2 separate regions of the Urocitellus parryii genome follow, and region 1 is linked to region 2. Evidence: chromatin contacts called from public Hi-C data. All regions are on one chromosome and are shown on one strand. The core of a region is the stretch at or near the end of the contact, and the rest is flanking DNA. Distances in the headings are between cores, read along the strand shown. Region 1 holds the start of Arl6ip6 (ARF like GTPase 6 interacting protein 6). Region 2 holds the start of Stam2 (signal transducing adaptor molecule 2).

What was found. A called contact is a pair of places that touch in the nucleus more often than the background predicts.
Region 1: a contact with region 2 is called in a Hi-C map of muscle, with 4 times the contacts expected there. The contact joins the promoter of Arl6ip6 here to the promoter of Stam2 in region 2. A contact is called at or near these places in 2 of 2 Hi-C or Micro-C datasets (liver and muscle).

The regions. Positions count from the first base shown.
Region 1 is chr1:207,634,970-207,641,759 of mUroPar1.hap1, reverse strand. It overlaps Arl6ip6 (ARF like GTPase 6 interacting protein 6), which reads right to left and starts at 1,557. Exons shown (of 4, transcript XM_026387892.2): 1 at 372-1,557. The coding sequence starts at 774. Prpf40a (pre-mRNA processing factor 40A) reads left to right here and starts at 1,567. Exons shown (of 25, transcript XM_077802586.1): 1 at 1,567-2,058; 2 at 3,247-3,378. The coding sequence starts at 1,783.
Region 2 is chr1:207,146,785-207,154,204 of mUroPar1.hap1, reverse strand. Stam2 (signal transducing adaptor molecule 2) reads left to right here and starts at 1,919. Exons shown (of 14, transcript XM_026388509.2): 1 at 1,919-2,079. The coding sequence starts at 2,040.

The sequences.
Region 1 (6,790 bases), core at 308-2,807, 490 kb before region 2:
GAATATATACAGATTATTTCAATTACATGCATTTTACACTGTCTCCTTTTAATGGTGAGTGTTCTCCGAAATATGGCTTAAATAATCGTGCTAATATTTGACTCCATGGGTCCAATGACTTAAAGGTATTTCAATAGAACTCATTTGATTAAAAGACCCTTTCTTAAAAACAGTTCTAGTTATGGACGAGGGAAATCCATTTAGGAAGAGAAGACAAAGGGGAGAAGCAAAGAATGGTACAAATCAGTGGTAGGAGTGAAAGAAACTGCCAGCTTGCCGGTTGGGAGCCAGGTAAGGTGTGGGTGGAGGTAAGAACCAAGCCCTGGCTCAACTTAGCTCTAGACAGACTTTCAAGGTCTGGGCATCAGTACCTTTAACGATCAGGTAGGCGATGGCGAGGAGGAAAGCGAGGAGGATGGCGAACAGCAACGAGCAGAGAATAGACAGGACCTGGATCGGCCATCGCCGAGCCTGGGCCCGGCTACGCGTAGCTGCGGGGAAAATGCCATTGCGTTTGTCGGGTAGGACCGGCGACCCACCGCCGTCCGGCGGGAGAAGCTGGGAGCCCCTTCTGGGCTCCGACGACGCCCCGGCTGAGAACTCCGCTCGCAAGTCACGGGCCACTTGATCGCATCCTTCCACCTCATCAACTTCGCCCTCACCCCAGCTGTCCCCCTGAGAGAATACAGAATACAAAGGCCGAGAGAAAGGTGCTGGGGTGCCAAGACCGCGACGCCGCGGAGCCAAACGCCTGCCGCTCTCCACAAACGACATGGCGGGAAATAACCACAGAACCTCGGGGGCCCAGAGTTTCCCACAGCCCCGCCCCCCCCTCGTCTTCGCCAATCAGCAGCCGGGCCACGCCACGGCCTCGACCACTTAGCTCAGGGGCTCAGGGGTGCTAAAGGGTGGGCTGTGGAGCCAAGAAGGAACCGCGGAGCAGGAGGAGAGGCTGTGCCATCCGAGACCGGAGCTCTATCCCGCTGCAATAGGCGGGAAGGAATACAGAATTCTGCGTAGGGAAATTCAAGCCGAGGACGGCTGAAGACAAGTCATCCCTCCCTGCAGTGTTTCGTCCCGGCCAAAGACCTCTGGCACTGCTGCGTTGCCTCCAGGGGAGCGCGAACCCGGCAGCCCCAAAGCCGCATCTTCTCGACGCCGGGTCCTAGCGCCCGCCCATACCACTATGATACACATTTTCTAACCTATTTGCTTTCTTCCTTCTTCTCCTCTACGCTCACACTCTTCTTTAGCCTCCCTGCTAGCAGGAGCTCACCACCCGGCGCGCTCACTCTGCCTTATCGACCCACCTCTTTCTGCCTTTCGCGTTGTTCCACCCGCCCCTACCCACAACTTCCCTCCACGCTACTCGACACGCCTCCTTCCCCCGTCCGCCTCGGCACGCGCTCAGCAGCCGGTGCCTCTGAGCTCGAACTTTTGCTGGACTCCTCCTCGCGACTTCCCCGCCCCTCCCCTTTGCTTCGAGCAAGGCGCGCGCTCGCGCGCTCCCGGCCCCAGCCACCGCTAACGCTAGAAGCTGCATACCCCGCCCCCACCCCACCCTACCCTATCCCTGGCGGCCTCAGGTTAGTGGGGCGTGAGTAACTTGGGCCGGGGGGTGAAAGGTGGCAAGCCCCCACTGCCCCACCCCCTACGGGGTGAGGCGGTCTAAGCCCGGGAAGCTGGGACGCGGTTGTCTTCCCTTTCCCGGGGGAAGTTGGTGGAGTTTTCCCGGCAGAGGACACGGCGCAGAAACTTCCTCCGTCCCCTTCCCTCCCCTCCATGCAGGCGACGCCGAGTGAGGCTGAGGCTGGGGGCGAATCGCCGCAGAGCTGCGTGTCGGCAGCGCACTCTGATTGGACAGTGGGGAAGCCTGTCAGCTTATTGGCCCCACTGATCCCGCCCCGCAGCTCAGGGCAGCCTTTAACCTTTGGCCCCAGCGGGCGCCAGCCACTCAGATCGCTTCTTGTTGGTATGTGTAGCGGCAGTGGCCGCCGGCGGAGCAGTCTGAGCCCGACGATGAGGCCGGGGACGGGAGCTGAGCGTGGAGGCCTCATGGTGAGTGAAATGGAGAGCCATCCTCCCTCGCGGGGTCCCGGGGACGGGGAGCGGAGATTGTCCGGCTCAAGCCTGTGCTCCAGCTCTTGGGTCTCTGCTGACGGCTTCCTGAGGAGACGGCCTTCGGTAAGGGATCGGTGGGGCAGGGGGAAGCGGCACAATGAAAAACGGAGTCAGAGACAGGAAGCTTTCTCCAAAAGGAGAAGAAGATAAGAGTGGACGAAGGAAGCGCTCGAGATGGTGGGATATGTCTCGAGGGAGAGAAACGGAGAGCGGGGATGCACAAAAGAAGGATGTAGGACCCTGGAAGTTCCCAGTCGGCTTGGCCTAGACAGATGCGCGCTGAAGGTGTTGAACCCTGGGCGTGCTGCGTCTTGGAGCTATAGGCCCGTTTTAGTAAGGAAATTTGATTCTCTAAGACTTTAAAAGAAGCTAGCAAAATTTGTTTTCTCTAGTAATGGTGGTGATATGCAGGGGGTACTGCTTGATTAATTGGCAGGGGATAATTACCTGGAACAATGGACACGTCTGTAACGAAAGTTGTCTTTTAAAAGTGCATTAAAGTGGGTGAATTATTGTTTGCACTTAGTGTCTGAGTGACAGAATATTAAGTCTTTGAAACTGTGTTTTTGGCAAATGGAATTTTACCTGTCTTAAAAGTTAGGTTAGTAACTATTAGTAGACAGGTGTCTCTGGGGACCCATACTTTTGTATTTTATAAGACCAGCCCTCCTTTAAATCAGTTTGGTAAATTAAGAATTTTAAAGTCAATAGTGCTTAAAAAAATGTCAGCTGTCTTTTATGTCTGTTTGAAATAGGACAAAGTTCAGGTTTTCACCAACAGTTTTTAAGTCGGCTTTATATACATATGTACGTATACATACGTATATACATATACGTATATATATGTGTCTATAATCTTCCAAGCTGAGCAAGCAAATCAGTAGCTGATTGAATCAGTGCAAAACAACTGACCTAGCTGTCCAATAATTATTTAATTTGCAAGCTCCTCAAATACTAGTGTAGTGCTTTTTTAAAAAAAAAAATAGAAAAGTATAAACTAATACAATAATTTGGGCACAAATTAGCCTAATATTATGTACTGAAGGTAAGTGATTTCTTGAAGTGAGATTTTTTTTGAGAATCATTTAATGTGACTTGCCAAGTTTTAAATTTTCTGTTTTTCAGATGGGGCACCCTGGCATGCATTATGCACCAATGGGAATGCACCCTATGGGTCAGAGAGCCAATATGCCTCCTGTACCTCATGGAATGATGCCACAAATGATGCCCCCTATGGGAGGGCCACCAATGGGACAAGTAAGAATGTTATGTTTTTACTTATTTATTTTTTTGTCTATATTTTTGCCTCAGGTATTGTGGTAAAATCTCAAACTCTAGGTCAATACTGTGCTTGTAGCTATTTAGGGATTAGTTGATGCCCAAATAATGTTTTTAAATAAGACTAATGTTGAATCATGACTGTAACTAAATTTTGAATGTAATGAAAGTCTTCTGTATTAAACTTTTTACTTTTACTACTCCAATAAAATTAAAGATTTTTTTTAATTTAAAAGTCACAGCACATATCTAGTTTTTTAACTTAATGACTATAAAGCATGTCAATTGAAGTTAATGTTCTAAGAGTAAATATTATCTGATATATGTCAGCATAATTAACTTTGTTGGACCATGTAAATGCATAGAATCAGAAAATATTGCTTATACTTTAGGCTTAAAATAAATTTTATTCTAGAAGTATCTTCCTCTTTGTGTGTAGGGGTGGGGTAGGGAGATTTAATGCTCTATTTATTCTGATTCTTCATAGGACAATGTCAAATCAATAGTTGATTTTCTATTAACACTATTTTATTTTTAAAAAAAAAATGTTTATTGCTTCTGCACTCCTACTTAATGAGCTGCCCCTTCCATCTCTAGCATAAACTGTAAATGGACATTTTGAGGGAGTTGATATGAATCAAAAGGTTATCATGCTGACTCGGATACTTTGGTAGAACTGAGTTTCTAGAGAAATCCAAGAAAGGCAACAGGTTCACTTACCATGAATAATTGTGTGCCCTATGCTAGGTTTTATAATACAGAGATGCTTAGGTGGCTGGGTTATTTCCATTTGAGTATCTTGATAAGTCATGAAAATTTTAGGCTAGCAAAAATTTCAGAAATTATGTATGATCTTGTGCTAATGAGTACTCTTTGCTTTGATAATTGTTTAAGCCTTGATGGATAAAGTTTTTGGTGAAATTTCAGTGGAAAAATGAGCTTGCTGTAACTCTTTTTACTTAACCCTATGACTAGAAGGGCTGAATGTCAAGTGGTTTTCTTCTTTTATATTTGGAATATAGCCCTTAATTTTGTATAAAAATCTTTACTTAGAAGTATCAGACCTAAAAGATTCTGCCTGCAGGAGTTCTTTATATAAAAGACTCTTTTATTCTGTTATTCCAGAATAACACAAATTTTAAAACTGCCTAGGAGATGCAGAGACAACTCTTGATTCCTCTTCTGTTTCTTTCCATCTCTAAGCAGCAAGGAGCTGCTCTTATTTTCTTTATAGAGCTGCTCTAACTAGATAATGAGCTTTAAAAAAATATTTATTCTTTAAATGCTCTGGTTCTTATTTAAAATTAGTTTCTTTCCACAGAAAGATAAAATAAAACAATTTGCTACTGCCAGATGCTTCTCTCTTTTCTGGGGCCTTCTGTTTCCATTGGGCCAGTCAAGGTAAGTTTTGCAAGGGATTGACCTGCTTACCCTTGCTGTCATGGTGCTGTTGCACTATCAAAGCCAAGATACCAGCTAGTCATTTTTAATAAAATGCAGATTTTATTTTTTAAAGTAGTTTCATGTATCTCATTGACATAAGCTGGTCACAATTTATTTTATGGCCCTTTCTTTTTAGCTGCATTAGTGACCATCTTTCTAGTAAGTTAACTTGCTACTCAGTGTACATCAGTTCAGAGACTGAATTTTACCTTGTGGTTTTCTTCTGCATTTTTTTTCTAGGCCAGTGTATGCCATGTGCCTTTAAGTATACCTGATTATTTAGAGGCTTAGAATTCTTTCTCCCTGTGTTGGCTCATGTTAGGATAATGAATGAATGTTTAGGAGTCTAGTTCTGAGGTTCCCAAGAGTTTCCCATTGTTGTCTCAAATTTAGATCATCCCCTTTTTGACCCAATGTCTAACAAGTTTGGGTCCCAATTATTGATTGGTAAAGCTAATTCTTATTTTAGCTTTATTAGCACATGAGATAATGCTGGGAAGCATGGATAATTTCAGTCCTCAATAATTGAAGAATCTTATTTAAAGCTCTGGTGAACATGCCCTTAAAAATGAAAGTTAAATAACAAAATTTATTCTTCCTGCATCATTTTTTCTCTCTACACATTCTAAGAAATATTAATGAAAAAGTAAGTAGTGAGAAGATAACTGAAAAGAAGCAGGGTGCCCCTGTCAGTCACAGCAGTGATGGTAGGATTCTGCCATCCAATCTTAAAGTTAATTTACACATAAAAGACTTGGGACTCTTGGTTATGGAACCTTGATGTGCAGTTTGCAGTTGGTCTTCCATAACCTCCAGATTCCACATCTGTGGATTCAGCCTACTTTGGGTTGAAAACATTAAAAGCATAAATTGTATCTATACAAAGCGTGTACCAGCTTTTTTTTTTTTTTTTGTCACTATTTCCCTAAACAAAATAACATAACAACTGTATAGTTGTAACACGTATGTCTTATTAGTTATTAGAATAATCTAGAGGTGATTTCAAGTATACTGGAAGATGTGCATAGGTTATATGCAAGTACTATGCCATTTTTTGTATAAGGGACTTGAGCATCTGTAGATTTTGGTGTCTGTGGAGTGTCCTCGAACCAGTCCCTTTTAAATACTGAGGAACAACTGTATTGACCACATCTTTCATTGAGATCTCTTACTGGAACCAGCTGACGATTTAAGTCTTTCTTGCCAAATGATTATGGTCTTTGGAATGTTACTGAATGACATGAAATTTTAAGGTGCGTTTGTAAAATAACAGGTTAGAGTAATGATCTAAGAAGTCAGTTAACAACAAGTTAAATGCAACAAGTTAATTTAAAGAAGTTATATGTTGCCACTGCCTATAATCCCAGGTACTTGGGAGGCTGAGGCAGGAGGATTATAAATTCAAAGCCAGCCTCAGCAATTTAGAAGGCCCTAGCAACTTTCCAAGATTCTATTTCAAAATTTAAAAAAGAAAAAAAGCAGAAATTAAAGGGCTGGGCATGTGATTCAGTGGTTAAGTGCCCCTGGGTTCAATCCCTGGTACCAAAAATAAAAAGTAGTAGTATTGATGGCTTTATTTATTTATTTATATTCATGATGTGACGTAAATGCCATTTTTATAATGTAGGGTGAATCTGTTATGGTAGTAAATATTAGAAACTACCAGCTGAAACTTCATGTTTCTTTCACGTTTATATATTAAATTCATCTCTTTGTCACTGTACATAGATTTGCTTCTACTTTTTACAAAATTATAGGATATTATAGCTGGAAGGGACCTTACAAGTTGTATGGACTTTAATTGACTTTGGAAGGATTGTTTTCTTAAGAAGCCATATTAATAAAGAAAAAAAATGGTTTTTCTCTGATGGCAGTTCTCAAAAATTTCTGCTAGGGCATAATAGCACTTACCTATGATCCCAGTGGCTTGGGAAGCTAAGGCAGGAGG
Region 2 (7,420 bases), core at 670-3,169:
CTTCAATATATATTATAGGTAGTTTTTTTTTTTTGGTGTGTGTGTGTGTGTGTGTGTGTGTGTATTTTGCTGGGGATTTAACACAGCTAAGCAAGTGTTCTACCACTAAGCTACCTCTCCAGTCCTATAAAGTGGTTTTAACTCGTTGATTTAAAAGTTGAAGTAATTTGGGCTGGGGATACAGCTCAGTTGGTAGAGCGCTTGCCTTGCATGCATAAGGCCCTAGATTCAATCCCTAGAATCGCTTAAAAAAAAAAAAAGTTGAAGTAATTTTCAAAATTTAAAAATCAATGAAAAATTGGAGGCTCTAGTAGGCCCACACCTCAACAAATGGCTTAAGTTTGGTAGTAGCTGTTCAGTTAGAAGAAAGTCAAGGACTTCTTTCAAAAAGTTATTGAGCATCTGAGTTATTTCTCACAGTTTAAACCTCTGGGAATGCAGCAATGAACAAAACTGGTCATGGAATTTTATATTCAGATGAAGAGAGTCAGATAACAATCTATTATATTGAAAGACCCTAGCCCAGTTAGCCCAGTTACCTAAGGCCAAGATATGAAACCAAGATATCAGGCAGGCCATAAACAGGTTCAGGCGCCAGGCTTTCCGGACAACCGGTGGAAGAACAGAGCACCCGCATCCTGAGGCATGAATGAATAAACCAGAACAGATAAGCAGGAACTGAAAGAATAGAATGCAGACCTGTGGTTTTTGGAATGCAGACCTGTACCCCCTAGGTGGCCTATATGCTAGATTTAAACAAACCAATAAGAAACCTGTTGCTTCCACGCGCGAAACCTGTCCCAAACCCTATAAAAATCTCTGTATCCCCAAGCCCGGTGTGCCAGTTCACCAAAGCTCTGGCTGAGGTTCTACTGGGCACCCGCAGGCGCCTGTGTCCCAATAAACCACCTCGTGCTTTTGCAGCCAGTGTTCCGTGTGATTCTCCTTGGACAGGGAAACGGGGGTCTTTCATTAACGGGGTGCTTTTCAATATATTATAAAATGATAAATACTATGGGGGGGGGAGGGTAACAGGCAGTTAAGGATAATGCATCTGTGAGCCCGGAAGGGTGCTTGCACTTTTTTCGTTCATGTAAATACCTGGCTATATCCTGTGGGAATCTGGGCTTGTGACTCTTACTAATGCCTGAATCATCATACATGTTATGCACTGCCTCTATAAACTCTGCAAGTCCAAGGGAGAGATTGTGCCTCTTCGGTCTTAGGATTCCCAGAACCAAGCGTAGTTTTAATGAAGGCCACAATGGGAAGCGAGAAGTTGCAAGTCTCCACAAAGCTGTAGTCGCTTCCACCACTTTTCCAGGTGCTTATATTCCGGCGGGGTTTGGTCTGGGCTCTGTAAAAGCGCACAAGAGCAGAGCCAGGCACTTAGCAAACGCTCAAAACCACATCTGTACCGGGGACTCCGTTTCCAGGGTAACTGAACTGTGACGGGAACGTGGTCCAGGATCCACGGCTGCCAGGGACCGAACCCGCAGCCCAGGAATAAATTAAATTTATTTGTGAAAAGAAAGTAGCTCTCAGAGTCAGTTTGCTTCGCGCGAAAAGTCCAAGGCGACAACGCCCCCAGCTGCGCCTCCGCCAACACTGCAGCTTCCGGGTCTCCGGCATCTTCCAATTCTTGGGGAGACAACTTCCGGCCTGAAGGTCCCCGGCTCCGTGGCTCACCGGGGTCCTAGCGAAGAAAAGGTGGCTGCGGCGGCTGCCTGACCTTTGAAAGGATCTGGGTCAGGGGCTGCCACTTCTTCCTGAAGGATGGTAGCAACAGGTGCGCTCGAAGATGTTCGAGGCCTTCTGGATCTCGTCTCGAGAGGAGAGTTGGGGGCGGAGCGCGGGGGCGGAGCTCGGACTTGGAGCTGGCCTGTCAGGCAGGAACCGGGCAGGTGCGGTGGCGGAAGTGTGGGCAAGACGGCCAGAGTTCAGTCTAGCGGTCTAGGAAGCCGCGGTGGGTCACCCAGCAGGGAGCAACTGCCCGGCCTTAGCTGGATCTCAGAGAACCGGGCTCGGGCGCTGACAGGATGCCTTTGTTCGCGGCCAATCCCTTTGAGCAAGACGTGGGTAAGTGCTGTGCCCGGCCCTGTGCTGGTGTTTGTCTAGCTAGAAAGTGGGCGGCGGTGACTCTGGAGATTGGAAAGCTAACTAAGCGGCGAGAGGGAAGGGGCGGTGCCGCCGCCTCGACGTCGGGGTTTCTCTGGGGGTAACCTGGGCGCGTGACTAGTGGCTTGGGGAGTACCTCCTGCCTGAAGTTGGGGACTCTGAAAGGGCCGTTCTCCGTCAACTGCAGAAATGGAGAAGGTCCTGCATTTCACTGGAGACCAAGTAATTGGGGAGTTGATACAAACTTCCTGCTTCTTCCAGAGTTGCCCCAAACGCGCTGCCGCAGTGGGTAGACCCTGTTCGGGCCTCCCAGAACTGGAGACGTGAACTTACTCCCTCTGAATTGGAACTTCATGTTGTTTATGTATGCATCCAAGCCCTGCTAATGCAGCTTCAGGATTTGCGATTGTGAAGGTGCTACGGGATGTTCTGTTTTAGAGTATGAAAAAGAAAACTGTAGAATCTCAAGACAGCTCCCAACAAATAATTTTAGGTGGGATTAAATATTATCTGGTCTAATAGAACTGGTCTTTCAGCGAGTCTAGAATGAGAAAAAGGAGGGTGCGATGTAAGAACTTATTTGGGGGCATTAGAGTAACATTAAATACAAACCGGCTAAGAAAACATTTTTGTAGTAGTAATTAACAGAATTCTAGGTAGATTTGTAGGCTTTAGAATAAAAAAAAAAATTGACTTAAAATTGCCAGAGACACAAAAAATACTGTACATCTTAGCAGTGAGCCATCTGTTTTGTAGTAAGAATTTCTTAGTTGTGAAGTCTGTACAAGGTGCCCCATTTTGGCATGTTATGTAATCCCCAACTATGTTCAAAAGAATCAAGTAATATGAAGGTAAATATTTATAATTATGTATTTATCCTTAATCAGTCTTCAAATATGTATTTCTGTTATTTCATTCAATTTTTAAATTGGTAGATGAACACAAGTGACTGTCATAAATCTAGGAAGCTTCATTCTGGGGTTCAGTTTCTGCTTTTGGAACACTAAATTATTTATTTCAATTGTACTACATTTGTGAGACTGTTATTTTTTATTGTTATTGTGAGGGCTTTCATTTTGTTCTAATGAAATGAAATAAAAGAGGCAAGATAGAATAAGGCAAAGTTTTTTTTTTTCCTCCATACTTGGGATTGAATCCAGGGGCACTCAACCACTGAGCCACATTCTCAGCCCTATTTTATATTTTATTTAGAGATAGGATCTCACTGAGTTGCTTAGCTCCTGGCTTTTGTTGAGGCTAGCTTTGAACCCTGATCAGGACTCCTGCCTCAGCCTCCCTAGCGTCTGGGATTACAGGCATAGCCACTGTGCCTAGTTAAGGCAAAGTATTTTAAAATTTGATAATTGTAAACTTTCTTCAAGGGAATGAAATTAAGGCAGTTGCTGTAAATGGATGGAAATGGAGAACATCATGCTAAGTACAATAAACCAGCAGACTCAGAAAATCAAGTGTCTAATAGTTTTCTCGTGTAAGCTAGAGCAAAATGATGGGGGGAGGGAGGCATTGGATATCAAAAATATACAGGGATATTAATGGAGTAGGTGTTCTAAAGGAGCTGTAAAGTGAGGGGATGGAGATTGACTCAAGCTCCATGCATGTATGATTTTGTCAAAAATGAACCAAACTACATTACAGTATAACTATAATGCTGTAATAATAATTTTTAAAAAGACAACTTTCTTTTAATAGTAGTTTTTCCTGGAAACCCATTGTTTTCTAATTGAACACTTATAAAAGTAGGTTGAATTGCTCTGAGAGTTTCTCTTTTCTAAACCTTCCCTTCATTGACACCTGAGGTTCATATATAGTTTAACAGGTCACTGTTTGTTGATGCAGTAAAAGAGGCATTGGTGAATTTGTATTGATTATTTCATGGGCAGTGCCATCAACCAAAGTTCCAAGTGTTGATCATCTCAGATATAACAGAATTCAGTATCTAAAAGGCAAGCTAAGGATGAAAGAGTTTGATGAGGCTGACCTGTAACTTTTATTCAAGTCAATGAAATCAGAAAAAGTAGGATGGAATAGTAAGGATCTCAAATTGGCCTTAAACTTATGTCATTGAAAAAAATTTATTTATTGCATTTTCCAAATCTTAAAAGCCCCTTTGAATTTTAGTTAAGTAATACAGAGCATTGTTAAACTAGAAATTTCTATAGAAATGTTCCTTTATAGTGTCATTGTCTTTATCATCTGTTCTCCATTTTATTATTTGTGTTTTTTTTTTTTTTCTTTTTTGGTCATACATTGGTTCACTTTTCATTTGGCAAACATGCATTGAATCACTATGTGTGTCAGACATTGTAAAGGTCTGGAGCCACAAAGAAATGAATACACTATGAGTATTCTCAGTTTAACATAGGACACATCCTTTAAGTAGATAATTATTATATAAAGTGATAAATATAGTACAAGAAAGATAGGAGGAATACATGAAATGCTTTACATCTTCCCTTTATTGTTTTAATAAGGTAGACACTGTCTCTATAAAGGTTAACACTCTCTACTTCCTCCATTCTTTCCTGACAGTTCTTCTATTAGCAGGAAGTGACTACCTCTTATATCAGGAAGACCACCTCCTATATAGTAATAATTATCTACCAAAGGACTTTTCAAGGAAAAAGTAAAACATAAGGGGTAGGCTGCGCATGGTAACATGCCTGTAATCCCAGCTGGGGAAGTTGAGGTGGGAGGATCTCAAGTTCTAGCCCAGCCTGTGCAACATATCAAAATCCTACTCAACAAAACAAAACAAAAAAACTAAAAGGACATGAGGAGCAAAACCACAATGGGAAGATTATGGTGGTTATATTAAAGATGTCATTTCCTTGTATTCTGTACTAATTTTTCCAGTCTTACTACAATGGTTCCTGAGTTATGACTTCTTTCTCTGTTCTGCACCCTAACTCCAGTCTTTGTTTGCATATCTTTTTTTCTTTTTTCTCAAGCCAGATGATTTTTTTTTTTTTGGCTAGTTTCTGCCTCTGCTATTTACAATTCCTTTCTATTTGTTTTCACTTTTCAACAACCTTGTTATTTCCTTTCTTAAATATATATTCACCTGTGTCCCACAAGTTGAATGCAATTCTCCCTCTACAAAACTCTTCTGAGACAGCAGTTCAAAGTGTAAACTTTTATGTTAAGAGGATACTTTTCCAAGTGAAAGTTGAACGTGTGTATTGTTATATTTTTGGCTTTTGTTGAGTTAAAAGAACTTGAACAGTGAAGTAGCTTGGGGTTTTCAGTCATGCAATCTTTTTCTCCCATAAAATTTTATAAGAAACCCCAACATAAAAGTAAATAGTGATAGCATTTCAATAACATACTTTTATATATTCAAATTTATAACTTAAGTCAATCCTTAAATGCAATATGGCTGTTATAATCTTTGTAAAATGTTAAAATTCTAGTTATGGATGAAAAGGTACCTTTGACACAATTTTTTCTATATTTTGCTTGCATGGTACCAAAAAACATTACTTTCAGTGGTTACAAATTGTAATTAATGTATTTTGAAGTTTTTAAAAATATGAAATTTTGAGCATAAAATATAAGAAATAACATAAACTTCCACTTTTATCAGCCAACTGTGTAAGCTCCTAATATTTTGATGTATTGGATTCTTTTAATAGAACGTTCAAGATAGTTGAAGTACTTTAGTATTTTTAGCAGCTCTCTGGTTCCATTTTTTTTCTTGTTTCTCTATTAAATATTCTCCAATTAGGAGGAATTCTATTTTACAAATATGTACACCACACATATAAATATACTACATATTATTTTGCCTGTTTTCAAACTTCTTAAAAACACCCTTTTTATTCTGTTATCATTTAGCATTTTTTATGAGTTATTCACATAGATGTTTATAGTTCTAGTTGATTAATTTTAATGGTTATGAGATGTTCCATTGTGTGAATGTGTCATATTTTTATCCAGTCACCTATTGATGGACATAATTGTTTTCAGTTTTTTTTATATTACAAACAACATTGTATTTGAAAGTTCTTAAAAAGTTCTTATCCACATTTTCTTGTGTTTGTGAGTGAGAGATATCTCTAAGGATGTGATTGAAGAATTCTTTAGTATAAGGAATGAAAAGTTGAAAAATAATAATAACGCAGAATTACCCTTTCAAATGTATGTCTGAGGTTTTACTTCCAGCAGCAATGGAAGTGAAGTTCCTATTGTTACAAATCTTCACTAATTCTAGGTGTTGTTAGAATTTTAAATTTATGCTCATTATACAGGTACGAAGTCATACATTGCTTTCATTTCATTTCAATTTCATGGAAGTTGAGCATCTTTTCATATATTTCTCAGTCATTGTGTTTTTTTCTATAAATGACCTGCTGGTTACTTTTGCTCATTATGCTGATGGATTACTTTTTCTTTTTGACTTGTAGAGTTCTTTATATATTTTCTACTAATCTTTGATGATGGAAATTGCAACTTTATATTCTAGATTGTTGCTGCCTTTTGTCTTTGGTGTCTTTTATTGTAAGGAAAATTGTGTGTTTTTTTCGAGTATTTTTTTAATATTTATTTTTTAGTTGTAGTTGGATATGATATCATTAATTAATTAATTTATTTTTATGTGGTGCTGAGGATTGAACCCAGGGCCTTGCGCATGCTAGGCGAGTGCTCTACCGCTGAGCCACAACCCCAGCCCCAGAAAAATCGTTTTAATATAGTGATATTTGTCATTCCATTTTGATTTTATTTTTATTATTTTACAGAAAGACTTCTCTATTGAGAGTTGTGAGGATCCTGTCTTAGTTTCTTCTGAAAGTTTTATAAAGTTTTGATTTTTGCATTTGAGTCTGTAATCCATCAAGACTTTGTATGGGTCCCCGTGAGGGATTTGATTGGATGATCAGTTAATAATAGACAACAATTAGTCACCTACTCAACATGTTTTGAATTATCTGTTCTTTCACTACTATTTTACAACTCTTTCTCTATGCAGTCTGTTTTCTCATATGAGTCCTATGCTTGTGCTTTCTGTTTTACACTATTCTCTTTATCCCTGCACCAGGACCGCTGTCTAACATCAGGAGCCTTTACATTGGTAGTGCAAATCCCCCTTTCTTGTTTTTCTTCCTTTTTTTCAGCTGTTTTTGGCTTTTGTTCTTTTGTGTAAATTTTATGACAGGCTAGTTAACATCATTATAAAAGGGAATTTCTTGTAGAGTCTTTTAGAATTTAAGATAGAATGCATTGTAATTTCTTGTTGTTTCATATCACCTGGTAATAAATTCCACATTTTAGTTCCTTGATAACA